Linked DNA regions of Mus musculus: region 2 is linked to region 1. The links are chromatin contacts, called in public Hi-C maps. All regions are on one chromosome and are shown on one strand. The core of a region is the stretch at or near the end of the contact, and the rest is flanking DNA. Distances in the headings are between cores, read along the strand shown. Region 1 overlaps Grk5 (G protein-coupled receptor kinase 5). Region 2 overlaps Sfxn4 (sideroflexin 4).

Region 1 (3,133 bases), core at 307-2,806:
TCACCATTTCGAGGTCGCAAGGAGAAGGTTAAGCGGGAAGAGGTGGATCGCCGGGTGCTGGAGACTGAGGAAGTGTATTCCTCCAAGTTCTCTGAAGAGGCCAAGTCCATCTGCAACATGGTAAGCTCCCGGTGAGCCAGATGCTGCTCATAGGTTGCTGCCCAGTGGTGCCTCCAGCCTCTGCCTACAACACCTGCATATTGGACAGGATACCCTGTGAATCAAGGAATATGGGTTGACGTGAACACCCATGAGTGTGTGTAGCTTTGTAGAAAAGTCAGCAAAGCATAAAGATGATAGCCCAAGTTGGTTCACAGGCAAGTTCCTGCCCTTGAACTTGGCCTCCTATTCCCTCCACTCTGGATTCTAGACACGGGGGACTGAGGACAAGGACTGCAAGAGAGGTGTTAAAGTCCTTGGAGTTGTTGAACATATTCTCAGTGTTCCATTCACTGTGTAGAACGGTGGTCCCAGCTCAAGTTCTGTATGGCAGCATGTGTGGATGGGCAGGACCTTCAAGTGAAGAGATTAGAGTGACTGGAGTGTGTTGGGGCCAGGTGTGGATACTGGACAGCTAAAGAGGAAGGAGTGATAGGGGCTGTAAGGTTCCCTCAGCCAAGGTGGACACTGTTCCATAGCTGGTCCTTAGGCCCTTCCTTGGGTTTGGTATGGAGTCAGCTACTTCCTGCTCTTGCCTGGCTCTCAGTCTCCTAAGACTCACCACAGGAAGATGCCCTCTGATGCTTTCTGTCCTCAAGTGCCTAGATACACACACTTGTAAGCCAATGTGGCAAAGTACCTTCCTCTGGAGCCATACTACACCCTGAGCAGCAAAGAAGAGAGCAGAGAGCAGAGGCCTGAAAGGGGCCTCTCCTCTCATTCCTGAGTCCCCAAGTAGCCCTGGGAAGGTTCAAGGGAACACATACCAGTAGCTCAGGGTAGAGCTTAGAGAAGACCAAGACTAGAAACTTGAAGTAACTAAGCTTCTACATTCAGAGGACCAGGGATCCCTGGGGGCTTGGCTACTTCAACCACCCCTGCTTGGCCACTTCTGTGTATAGAGCTGTGGTAAGGATGTGGGGCTGGATCTGCCCTCTGATCATATCTAAAAGAGGAAGTGTTCCTCTGCTACTGACATGTGTCAAAGACATGATGAAGAAGGTATGTAACATGTAGACCACAACCCCACAACCTGTTAACCAGTCTCAAAGAAGCACTGTCACAGCGGTGCAGTCGGGATGAGGTAGTGGAGAGATAGACAGCAGGGGTTAGGGATGTGGAGAGATGGCTGCCAGTGGTACTTGTTATGTCATGGTCAGCTGTCTGCGTGATGTAACAAGACTATAAGAGGCATCACATTCTTAGGTCAGGAGTCCCAAAAAGCCTGTCTCAAGAAACATCAATAGGGACATGGACATACTGAGAGAATGGAGCAAACATGATCTCTGCTTCTAACCACTACCACTATCACCACCTCTCCACTTCCCCACAAACCTCCATTTCAACCTCAGGTTTTGTGAGCTGAAGCTCTTGCTGTAACCAGGACCAAAGCTGTCCCTCTCCTGCCCCCTTGTGGCCACCGAGGGAAATGTGTTGGCTGAAAAGTGCCAAATGATTGTACACATGAAAGTACCTCCAGAAACCTCAAGCCTTGCTCTGTCTTCTCTTGGGGTCTTGGATTCTGGTCTGGACTTTGTAAGCCACAGCATCTCAGTCTGGCCACTCTGCTCTTATCCCTTTAGCAGGTGCTGACTCAGGCTACTGCAATACCTGACCTATAAACCATAGAGGCAGCTACACAATCAGCAGGGAAGTTGTTCTCCATTCCATCTTGGCAGCCATGCCCCTTGAGAGAGATGTCCACACACCCAGCTTTCCTGTCCCTTGGATCTAATGCTGAATCTGAGGCTCCTGCTGTGCCCCATCGCTGTAGCTTCTCCACACTCCCTTGAGTCCTTCACCATTTGACTCTCCCAGTCATTCCAGATCATATGTGGTCCCCCACATACAGGGAACTTACTCTGTCTTCTCCCACTGCACCCACACCTTCTCTCTTGATAATGTACGCCTGATACCATCCCTGACACCATATAGGTGGGTGTTCTATTCCACCTGTGTGGTATATTTTAGAAATAGACAAATACTAACTTAATAACCAAGCTTTTCAGATGAAGATATTTTATCCTAAAACCCTGATTTTCTATCACTTCTTTTGGAAAGCAGAAGTGTCGTTTACATACCATTCCTTCCTGGTAGAAGCTGATAAGCAACCCAGCCCTACCTCATCCTTTTTTTTTTCATCTTCTTATCCTTGATGATCCGGCCATCTGCCAGCACAGTAGACTCTAGGGGGCTGCATTAACAGGCTCAGCTACTGCACATTCTTGCTTCTTTGGTGTTTCTTGGAATGGATGGAGCATGGCCCAGTTACTTATGTCTAGAATAGAGAAACTTGGGGCCAGAGAGATGGCTCAGCAGGTAAAGCATTTTTTAATGCAATCCTGGTGATCTGAGTTCAAGTCCTGGAACCTCTGTGACAGGTAGAGGGACAAAGCTGACTCTACAAAGTTGTCCTCTGATCTCCATACAAATGCTGTGGCACATACATCGACACACAATAAGTGAACAATATAAAAAATACAATAAAATAGAAAAGAGAAGCCCAGAGGGTAGGCTCTAACCTGAGCCACCAGCCTGAGAGTATACACAGGGCAACTGAAAGCATGACAAAGATATGATCTGATCCTGTCCTTGCTGATGCTTCAGTTCTTCTAACTGGGGAGACATCCTCCTCCAGACTGAGTTTTAGGGGGTGGCACTGGGGAGGCTAGAGCTACAGTCACAGATGTTCCTTTGTCCTTCTGGCCTATGGGCAGATGGAAAGGCCCAGTCATATGACCTCACGAGACTCTCTTGTCACAGCTGCTCACCAAAGACTCGAAGCAGAGGCTGGGCTGCCAGGAGGAGGGGGCCGCCGAGGTCAAGAGGCACCCTTTCTTCAGGAACATGAACTTTAAGCGCCTGGAGGCTGGGATGTTGGACCCTCCCTTCGTTCCAGATGTGAGTAGCCACTATTGCTCCTAGGAGCTCTAAAGTCATCTCTCCAAGCTGTGTTTTCTATCAGACCCTGAGT
Region 2 (3,133 bases), core at 227-2,726, 240 kb before region 1:
AGTGCAGTAAATCTACTATTGTTGTTGTTGGTCAAGATAGGGTTTCTCTGTGTAGTCTTGGCCATCATGGAACTCATTCTGTAGACCAGGCTGGCCTCATGGGCCATCACTAAAGCCCTAACTTTGTAGTTTTTAAAATAAAATTACTTCTTTGTTTTTATTGTTTGTTTTTGTTTTAAGACAGGGTTTCTCTGTATAGCCCTAGAACTTGCTCTGTAGATCATGCTGGCATCAAACTCAGAGATTCCCCTGACTTTGCCTCCTAAGGGATGGGATTAAAGGTGTGCATCACTACCACCTGACTAAAATTACTTCTTTTACTACAAACATGAAATAAAAACCCAGTTTCTCATCTGTGGGAAAGCAGTGGGGTCCTTACCTGTCCAATCTGTGGAAACATGCTGAATGACACTGGCACCATCAGTCCCATCATAAAGAATGTGGAACTCATTCTCAGGATCACGAGTGACAGCAGAGTCTGTGGGTAAAACCTCGTCCTGTAAGAGACAAGGCATAGCTCACACGCAGTCCAACGCTTTTGTCCTCTTTTCTGAAGCAGGCCCTCTGTTTCAGTGGTGGCTGATTTGGCTCTGCATGCAGTTACAGGCATATGCCTGGATCACTGCACAACCACCTACCAGCAGGCTCTAAAAGGCACATGGACTAAGCTCTGGGTGAGGTTTATCTACTCAGGGAATGGGACATTGACCAGTTAGATAGAGCAACTTGTTGGAATTCCAGAGCCTGAAGTGATAGTTCAGATTCTAGAGCATATGACTCAAATTGTATTATGTGATAGTCTTTTGTTTGGTTGTAGTTTTGTTTTGAAACAAGGTGTCTCCTGTATCCCTGGCTATTCTGCCTGGAGAATCTGTTCTGTAGACTAGGCTGGCTTTGAACTCAAAGATCTGCTTCCCTTTCTCCTGAATTCTAGCATTAAAGATCTGTGCCACCACGGCCTGGCTGTGTGATATTTAAAGAATGGGAGAAGCAGTATAATGATATGTGTAGGATTCCAGCTTGTGGAGTCAGATCCCTGAGGCCACATGAATAGTCTGTGCTATTGACAGGTGTGTTCTATTGACAGAACATGTGCTCACTTGCCCTATCTACTCCTTGGATTTTCTGGGTTTTGCTTGTTGTTTTTTGAGGTTCAAAAAGAGGAAAATGAGATAGAAAGTTCCCAAGATGCTCTTTTGTGGATGCTATCTGCTGTCATGGTTCTGAGACACTAGTTCTGTGAGATCATCTAATGGCTCTGTCCTTCAGACTTCACACCACTCCCTAGAAACAAATGTCACTTTAACCCTACAAAAATCCTGTATATCATTCATGTTTGACAAGCTCTGCAGCTCTGACAGAGATATGGGGTTGAGGATGGCCAGAACAGCCCAGGAAGATCCCAACTAAGCAAGTCTCTGCATCCATCTGGCTGGCTCATCAGTGGGAAGGGACAGTTGGCTCTGTCCAAGGTATTTCCTTATTTCCCAAAATGTGACCCTCATGGGGTGCTGGGTGGGTGTTTTAGACTTGCCATGGGGGAGTGAATGACTATCATGTTCTCATAGAAAGTTCTGGAGTCTCTTATCTGAATGAAGAGAGATCTGCATCTAAGTTTTGCTGTATGGGCTCTCTGATGGGGAGGCTATGACTGGGAGTTGTCAGCAGCTGTGTCTCTTCATAGAAGACTTTGGCAGAAGACTTCTAACACCACAGGGCTGAAGAAAAGGGAAACATTCAGCAGAGGTATTTCAGGTTCAGTGCTATAAACTACTCCTGCCTGTGCCAGATATCTATATCTGTAACTGCAAGCTGAGTTTATCAATTGGCAACCACAGGAGCCCTGACAAACCCCATCATCTCTGCCTACAGGAGTATCTTGTTTATTTATGAGGTAGGCTGGCCTAAATCCAGTATGTAGTCCAGATCCTCATCCTGCCTCCACCATCCAAGTACAAGGATTATACTATGTACTATATCATGCCATTTGTGAAGTACCCGGGATCAAACCCAGGCTTTGTGCAGACTAGATAAACACTCCACCTACATTTCTTCAGCCCTAGCCTGTATCATGTCAGTCTACTGGACTGGGAGCAATTTGAACCTATTAAAGTACATTGAAGTCAAGGAAGGATAAAGACTGAGCAGTGTTCCTATCAGAATTGGGAGAACCTAAAGATCACCCCACTATGTTCTGCCTGCAGCCAGAAATAGCTTATGGTCAAGTCAAGAGACAGTTAACCAAGGAGAAGCCTTAGGCTCAAGGTTCAGGTAAACAACTCTTCTAAATTCCTCTTCTTCCTAATAGATTCTGTCCTACTGGTCTGTCTTATAGGAAGGCTACAAATGGCCCTCATGCCCACTCCTCTCTCTAGGTTTGTAGTAGGTGAATTTATAAGGGTTTTTGTTTGTTTATTTCTTTTCTGGTTTTCTTTTTTAGATGGGTTTGACCATATAGGGCCTTCTTACCTTTTAAAGATGTGGATAAAGAGTTCAGGGGCCAAGGCTGAGGTCCCAAACAGCACTGCTCTGGATTTCGCTGTATCTTTAATAGCCTGTAGAAAGGCCAAGGGAACAGCTTAGTACTGGGAGGGAAACAATGTTCAGGGCCCACACCAGAGACTAGCACACAGCAACTCCTTTTAAACTGAGTTAATGCTTACTAGGAAAGAGGTAGAGATGACACTTTATGGGGGTCTGTCCAGGGGCAGGTGTTTATAAGATGGCTGGGCTGGTAATAAGAGTAACTGAGGAGGGATTTCACCTTCTTGATCCCACTGTGGTCCCCATCAATCCATCAAAACATTCCCCAATAAACCACCCAAAAGTACGTATCAAGGTAGTGTCTAGACAACACCTTGCCTAGAATGAACTAAATTAGTAGCCTCCAGAAGCAATTCAAGATTTGCCCTGAATTTGGCTCATATTGCCTTTCAGCCTTACCTTTGCCCCGAGCCTCCTATTCTAAAACCCTTACCAGGGGTTCCCTTCCTACCACTGGCCAATCTCCCTAAAGTCAGTTTTCAGTACACTGGGCTACTCTCCAGGCAAGGATAAGTGTCTACACCCAGCTATCACCTGTGTGTGCCTAGGCATGCATTTAAAGTTTGCAGCATTTTGTGGGGGCTAGAGT

The links. A called contact is a pair of places that touch in the nucleus more often than the background predicts.
Region 2: a Hi-C map of the G1E-ER4 cell line shows a contact between it and region 1, with 6 times the contacts expected there. The contact joins two enhancer-like sites. A contact is called at or near these places in 1 of 39 promoter capture datasets (neural stem cells), 8 of 15 datasets of contacts at CTCF or cohesin (CD8 T cells, the G1E-ER4 cell line, the NIH/3T3 cell line and 4 more), 171 of 484 Hi-C or Micro-C datasets (the 63-12 cell line, the AML12 cell line, B cells and 88 more), 22 of 115 datasets of contacts at active chromatin or transcription factors (the 230-238 cell line, CD4 T cells, CD4 single positive thymocytes and 17 more) and 1 of 9 other capture datasets (embryonic tail).

What each region holds. Positions count from the first base shown.
Region 1 is chr19:61,083,150-61,086,282 of GRCm38.p6, forward strand. It overlaps Grk5 (G protein-coupled receptor kinase 5), which reads left to right. Exons shown (of 16, transcript NM_018869.3): 12 at 1-120; 13 at 2,923-3,060. It also overlaps a transcript of Zfp950 not described here. Among named protein-coding and RNA genes, the nearest start is that of Zfp950, 56 kb to the right of the region's middle. Within about 2 kb of position 1,557, at least 120 of the 459 cell types and tissues checked have an H3K27ac peak or open chromatin away from gene starts, as enhancers often do. A contact at or near this core is called in the G1E-ER4 cell line and erythroblasts, where this site is marked.
Region 2 is chr19:60,841,740-60,844,872 of GRCm38.p6, forward strand. Sfxn4 (sideroflexin 4) reads right to left here. Exons shown (of 14, transcript NM_053198.4): 12 at 2,470-2,555; 13 at 380-497. Among named protein-coding and RNA genes, the nearest start is that of Sfxn4, 18 kb to the right of the region's middle. Within about 2 kb of position 1,477, at least 7 of the 459 cell types and tissues checked have an H3K27ac peak or open chromatin away from gene starts, as enhancers often do. A contact at or near this core is called in the G1E-ER4 cell line and erythroblasts, where this site is marked.